Regions from separate parts of the Sus scrofa genome. Here region 2 is linked to region 1. A link is a contact called in public Hi-C data. All regions are on one chromosome and are shown on one strand. Each heading gives the region's core, a stretch centred on a gene start, on an enhancer-like site or on the middle of the called end of the contact. The rest is flanking DNA. Distances are from core to core; before and after follow the strand shown. Region 1 has its middle 130 kb from the start of INHBB. Region 2 holds the start of INHBB (inhibin beta B subunit).

Region 1 (3,155 bases), core at 488-2,987:
CTCTGGGCTGGTTCCTTTCAAAGGCTCAGGGCACCAACCTTCCTCAGTTGATTGATGGCCCCTTCCTTCTATCCTCCAAACCAGCAGAAGGACCTTGGCTTCCTTCCTCCCACTTATAAAGGAACCTTGTGTCCACTTGGATCATCTCAAAGCCCTGACCTCAGTCACATCCTTTTGTCGCATAAGGTAACAACCCCAGATTCGGGGAATGAGGACCTGGCTATCTGTAACCATTCTTCTTCTTCCCACTGAGTTCCAGAAACAAGAGCTACAACCCAGGGTTTTGTGGACACACAGCAAGATCTCTGCAATTCAGCCCTCCTCGGTCGTCAATGTCCACCCAGCCTCCCAAGCAGTGGATGAGCCCTTTAAAGGCAGGCTCTGGCTGTGGGCGTCTCTGCCCAGTGGGTGCCTGGAAGAGATGTGTGTGTTGGGGGGGGGGGTTTCTAGGGAAGTTTTCAGGAAGAGAGGGAGAAAGGAAAATATGAATGAATTTGGCAAAACCAAGAGGTGGGTGGGGACAGGAAAAAAAAAAAAGTGAGAGGAAGTAGGCAGGTACTACGGATCACAGCTGAACAGCCTGTCAGAATTTCCCTGTAGGAGTTTCCACTTTGGCGCAATAGAATCGGTGGCGTCTTGGGAGCACAGAGATGCTGGTTCGATCCTGGCCCAGCACAGTGCGTTAAGCATCCGGCATTGCCGCAGCTGTGGCTTAGGTCTCAACTACGGCTCGGATCTGATTCCTGGCCCAGGAACTCTGTATGTGTGGGGTGGCCAAAAAAGAAAAAGAAAAAAAAAAAACATGCTTCTGGTTTTGGAGTTGTGGCTTAGTGATATCAAACCCGACTAGTATCCATGAGGATGAAGGTTCAATCCCTGGCCCTGCTCAGTGGATTAAGGATCTGGCATTGCCATGAGCTGGGGTGCAGGTTGCAGACTCAGCTTGGATCCCTGGTCGCTGTGGCTCTGGTATAGCCCGGCAGCTGCAGCATCGATTCGACCCCTAGCCTGGGAACTTCCATATGCCACAGGTGCAGCCCTAAAAATATATTTAAAAAACAAGTAAAAAGAATTCCCCTGCAGCAGAGGTCCAGAATGAAGCCGGGCACCTCGTACTCAGACCTGAAGGAATGGTGAGGCCTCCTGAGTGGGAAGGCGCTGGAAAAAAATGCACGGGAGGAGCAGGAGATAGGAGGCCTGGTCACAGCCAGGCACTGTGCTGATGCATTACACACAGCATCTTTTTAAGTCTGCACATTAATCTGCAAGCAGCGCAATGCAGAGAGAAGAACTGGGACTCAGGAAGGACACGGCCCTGGTCCAAGTTCACACGGCTGGATGGTGGCCGCGCAGGAAGGAATTTGCAGTCCTGTTGGGCTGGTTCCAAAAGCAGCCACCATCCCAGGACACTCCACTCCTGCCAAGCCCAGCCACTCTGGCAGGGGGCTAGGTGTTCCCACCTCTTAAGGCCTCAGGTCCTTCCTCTGTCAGTGGAGGGGCTGAGCTGGGTGACCCAAGCTCCCTTTCCGCTCCCACCTCTTTGGGACCTTGGGCGGGTCTAGGAAATCAGGATGGGCTTCCTGGAGGGGGTGGGGTGGGGGTCTGAATTTCTTCCCACTGACAACAGACACACAGTTCCGTTTATGTTGCCAAGAGACAATCCAGGGCAAGAAGGGAGAGGCCCACGGCAGAGATGACTCCATAGCCCAAAAATGAGAATCACAACAGCCCGCAGGATTGTGCAAGCTGCCCTCGAGGCAGCCAGTCGGGCCTGGCCTGGAGGAGAGCTGTTTACACGCCCAAGTATGGGCTGGCAGTTAATTCCATCCGCAGAGGGCACAGCCCTAAGGGCTGCCAGGAACAGCTGTGTGAAAACGACAGAGACCGGGCCCTTGATCTCAGACCCCAGATACCTGAGAGTTCATTCATTCATTCATATCTATGTGAATTCCCCGAGTGTTTCCCAGGCATTGTGCAAGGCGCCAGGGTATGGAGGTAAATAAGGCAACGTCCTGAGAGTCCCCTGGATCTGAGAACCTCGAAGAACAGAGAGCACTAAATATAGAAAACGACCCCTCCCTGCAGGGTCAGTGCAATGATAAACATGTGTGCTTGGAGCCCAGGCAACGCAGGACAGGGGACTTTAGTATCTTCCTATGGAAAATATTTAACTGCTGGTTTTAAAAAAAGTCAAACCAAGATCATCACTTTGTACTCAATGGCCTTTAAAAAGCCTTTTCCCTGGTGAATGGAGATATGTGAGAATGTTCACATTTAAAGTTTCCTTTCCTGGACACCTGGTCAGGAAAATCAATCTCAGTTGTTTTCAGAACTGTGTCCTAGGCTGTGCAAAGGCCCTGGGGTTTGTACAGTCTGCTGGACATGGGGCAGGGGGGTGCTCCAGACATAACTTCCCTCGCAGGGGGCATGTTCCTTGGTATCTCTGGCTGAGTGCCAGGACCTGAGGTGTGGCTATGACCCCAGTTTCCCTGGACAGAGAGCTTTAAAATATTATGCCATGTCCTGGTGTGCTGCTGTGGAGAAAGCTCAGGTCCCACCTCTGGGATTTAGGGCCCCTTCCTCCTGCCTTTTCACAGCTCTCTTTCCACCCTTTATTGGGACCGCTTGCATATTTTCTTTCTCAATATTCCCTTTTCACAAAAGACAGAAAAAGATATTGCCTACGAGCAGTTTTGTTTGGGTTCTACAAATGCCCTTGGAACTAGGAAGTACAAAGGGGTCTGGCTACAAATCTGGGACATGGAGAGGGAAAAACAACAAGAGAGAAAATGCAAATTTATAGCTTAATAAATCATCTGTCTTGCACAAAGTTTTCTGTCTGCTTTTATTTATCGTTTCTTGAGGCTGTGTTTCTAAAAGTTAAGTTGAAAGACCAACACATTTTTTGAGAATATTGTTCAAGTCGCTTGTCTAAAGGTCGATACCAATCCCCCCTCATCAACAGTGTGTGAGCATTGTTGATTTCACCACACCATCACCAGCATCGAGTTCGTGTTTTTATTAATCTTTGATAATTTCACAAATGCAAGGATTTTATTTCCAGTGTTTTTTCATTTTTTATTATTCATGTTACTCACTGATTCTAGAAGTATGATTTTATTTTCAATGGTTCTTTTAAATACAAAAATTTCTGG
Region 2 (3,155 bases), core at 337-2,836, 130 kb after region 1:
CAACAAGCACAACATTTCCATCCACACCGCTAAGCCTACACTCTGATCGTGGGAAACAAAAACATTAAGCAATCACCGAGCAAGTGCCCGCGGAGCCAGGGCAGCATGCATCTGTCGGGAGGGGGGACGCGCGCCCAGAGGCGCTGGGGCCCGATTCTGGAGAGCAGGGGTGGAGAGGAAAGCACTCTGTGCCGGGGGTAGGGGGAGCAAGAAGGGGTTGCTACCCGAAGAAAGAGGACAGCAACCAGGACGGAGCGCACAGGGCCCAAGGCGAGCGGGCCGGGCCAGGAGCCCAGGTTTCCCCCAGGGCGCGCTGCCTGCGGCGGCGGTGGACAACGTGGGCAAGGAAAAGGGGGTGGAGGAAGGGGCGAGAGCCACGGCTGGATACTCAAGGGACCGACCCACCTGTCTCTGCGAAGCTGATGATCTCGGAGACCCGCTCTTGGCCGTCGGCGCCAGGGCTGGCGTGGCCGTCCAGGTGCGGGATCTCCACCCGGCCGTCCTCGCGCACCTTGCCCGCATGTAGTTTGCGCAGGGCCGTGACCATGGCGGCCTTGGGCACGGCATGGGTGATGTTGGGTCGGCCCCGCATCTGCAGGCGGTTCAAGATGTGGCGCTTCACCGCCTCCAGGAAGTCGCCGTCCAGCCGGCCCAGCTCCTCTGGCCGCCGGAAGCCGCCGCACGACGTGCAGGTGTCCTGGGAGCCGCCGAGGGCTCCGGGCGGCGGGGGCGGAGGTGGAGCGGCTGGCGACGGCGGGGGCGTGGGTGAGCCCCAGGCCTCGGGCCCCAGCCAGCCGGCCGCCAGCAGCAAAAGGCAGGCGGCCCCCAGCGCCCGACCGGGCAGCCCGTCCATGGTGCGCCGCTGGCGACGAGGGCGCCCGCCGCGAGGCGAGCCGAGCCGAGCGCAGGGCCGGGCTCCGGGCTCCAGGCGCGCCGCCCCGCCCCGCCCCCGCCCGCGCCCGCCCGGGCCTCCACCCGCCCGCCGGGAGGGCCGCCGCCGGCTCACAGGGGAGGGGGCCGGCCGGGCCGCGGGGATTCCCGCGCGGCGGGGAAGGGGTGCGGTGGGCCCCGGGAGCCGGAGAGGTGCGCTGGGCGAGGCGGTAGCGAGGGGTCACTGCCACTCGGGCGTCTCGGGGCGCCTCGGCATCCGCAGCCTTCTCCCCATCCTTTCCGCGTCGGGGCCCCGCAGGCCCCGCTCGGGTGAAGCGAAAGCGGCGGCAGCGGCGGCTTCGCCGCCGGGCGGGGAAGGTGGCGAAAAGGCCGGTCGAAGCAACTTGGCCGAGATGAAAGCGAAGGCGCCTGAGCCCCCGGAGCGGAACCGGGCGCGGCTTGGAGTGGCGCTGTGGCGGGGCCCGGCGCTCACACCTGAGCGTCTCGCCCTCGCCGCCTCGCGCGGAGGAAGGGCTGCTGCCGCCGGCGACGGGCGGGTTGTCCTCTCCACCGGCCGCCGGGCGGGCAAAGGAGCGGAGCGAGCGCGGTGCCGGGGGCGCCGGGGAGCACGGGTCGGTTCAGAAGCGGCGCAGAGCCCCGGGCCGCGGGCCCTGCGGTCCTTCGGGCGCGTCACACGGCAAAGTTGTCTCCAGGCTCCCGGGGCGCCGCATCCGCCGGCGGCCAGCCGCTGCGCGCTCCGCCGGGGCCTCTGCTCCGCCGGCCTCCTCGCCTCCTGCCTCCCTCCGCCCGCGTGCGCCGGCCGGCTGGGCGCGGGGCGCCGGGCAAGGAAGGCGAGGCGGAGGCAGGGCCCTCCTTGCTCCGGTCTCCGCTGCCTGCCGCGGCGGCAGCGGTGTCGGCTCGAGCGCCTAAAAGTCTCGCGGCGTCCCCGGCGCTGGTGCCCTAGCTCGCTCTCCCGCTGGCACACGCCGCAGGGCCGGGAGAGAGCGGGAGGGTGGCGGCCGCGTCCCCGCGCTGGCCTCGACAGAGTGCAGATCCCGCCGAGGAGGAGTTCTTCTCTTTGCCCTCTCTTCTTTTACTCTCCTCGTTTTTTCTCCCAAGGGGAAAAAAAAAAAAAGCCGCACAATCTCCGTATGTGCGCGCGCGTTGAGATAGACGTTGGCAGGAAAAGGGGGGGCGGGCGAGTGTCGCCCTGGCCGTGCGGGAGGAGAATGTCCGCGCCTCCCGGCTCCAGCTTCCCCGGGAGGCGGGGGACAGGGGGAAGGGGAGGCGGAATCTGTTCAGGTCGGTGCTGCCCGCTCCCCCCGCCCGCCCACCCCCGCTTCCCTCAGCTTCTTTCCTTCTGCCTTCGTGAGAAGGAGGAGCGAGCCGGCCCTCTCCCTTCCCCCTTCACCCCCCGCAAGGCCGGGCCACTTCTGCGGTCTGGAAACTTTCTCACCACGTGGGCGCCCCGGACCCCAGCCCAGCCGGGCATCGGGCGGCACCGACGGGCTCCTGGCCCAGGATCCCGGCGCTGGCCTCCTCCCCGCAGCCGCGCAGGCCCTGCCCTCGTCCCTGCCGCCGCCCTCCGCGACCGGGAGAGGCACCTCTCGCCGCCGCAGCCGCCCCCGGCCTGCCTGGGGAGCTCCCTCGCGGGCCTTGGCGAGGCGGGGCGGCGATGCGGCCTCGAGCGCCGCAGCCTGGCTCCGCGGGTGGATGCCGCTCCCGGGCTGCAGTGCCCGAGCCCAGCGCCCCAAGCCGCTGGTGCACTGGGCGAAGCGTGGGCCCAGCAGGCTGGAGGTGCCGGGAGGTGGCCGCAGCCGGAGGCCTGCCTTCCCCCGGCTCTGAGCCCCGAGGAACTCCTCGATTGCGTGGGGGAACCGGCCTCGCGGCCGAGAGACCTCCAGGTTGGCGAGGTCTCCAGGTTGGCGAGGTCTTCCTCAGCACCGCCACCCCCCCAACTGGCAAACCTTAGCCTGAGATAAACCGGGTTCCAGTCTAGGCTCAGTCACGGACAGTTTGCAGCAGTGACCTTGGGTAGAGTGTTCACACTCTAGTCACTACTGCCTCATCTGTACACGGGGCACAGTCACACCTATTAGCACACGGGCTGGCTGGGCGCCCCAAAGTAAGCAACTGGGCCAAGCTCCTCACAGTACTCAAATTATGTTCCAAGGCCTCCGTTCTTAGGCCACCAGACAAGAGGTGCTGTCGATGGAAACCAAGCTCCCATCCCCCTCCAGAACCCCAAGTGCAATCCATTCCTTCTGTCCGTCATCACGCCCAAC

The links. A called contact is a pair of places that touch in the nucleus more often than the background predicts.
Region 2: a Hi-C map of liver shows a contact between it and region 1, with 2.0 times the contacts expected there. The contact joins the promoter of INHBB here to the enhancer-like site in region 1. A contact is called at or near these places in 1 of 5 promoter capture datasets (liver), 12 of 47 Hi-C or Micro-C datasets (alveolar macrophages, embryonic fibroblasts, fetal liver and 7 more) and 1 of 2 datasets of contacts at active chromatin or transcription factors (skeletal muscle).

The regions. Positions count from the first base shown.
Region 1 is chr15:30,869,209-30,872,363 of Sscrofa11.1, forward strand. No RefSeq gene overlaps it. Among named protein-coding and RNA genes, the nearest start is that of INHBB, 130 kb to the right of the region's middle. Within about 2 kb of position 1,738, at least 32 of the 83 cell types and tissues checked have an H3K27ac peak or open chromatin away from gene starts, as enhancers often do. A contact at or near this core is called in embryonic fibroblasts, fetal liver, liver and 4 more, where this site is marked.
Region 2 is chr15:31,002,819-31,005,973 of Sscrofa11.1, forward strand. It overlaps INHBB (inhibin beta B subunit), which reads right to left and starts at 1,587. Exons shown (of 2, transcript NM_001164842.1): 1 at 406-1,587. The coding sequence starts at 853.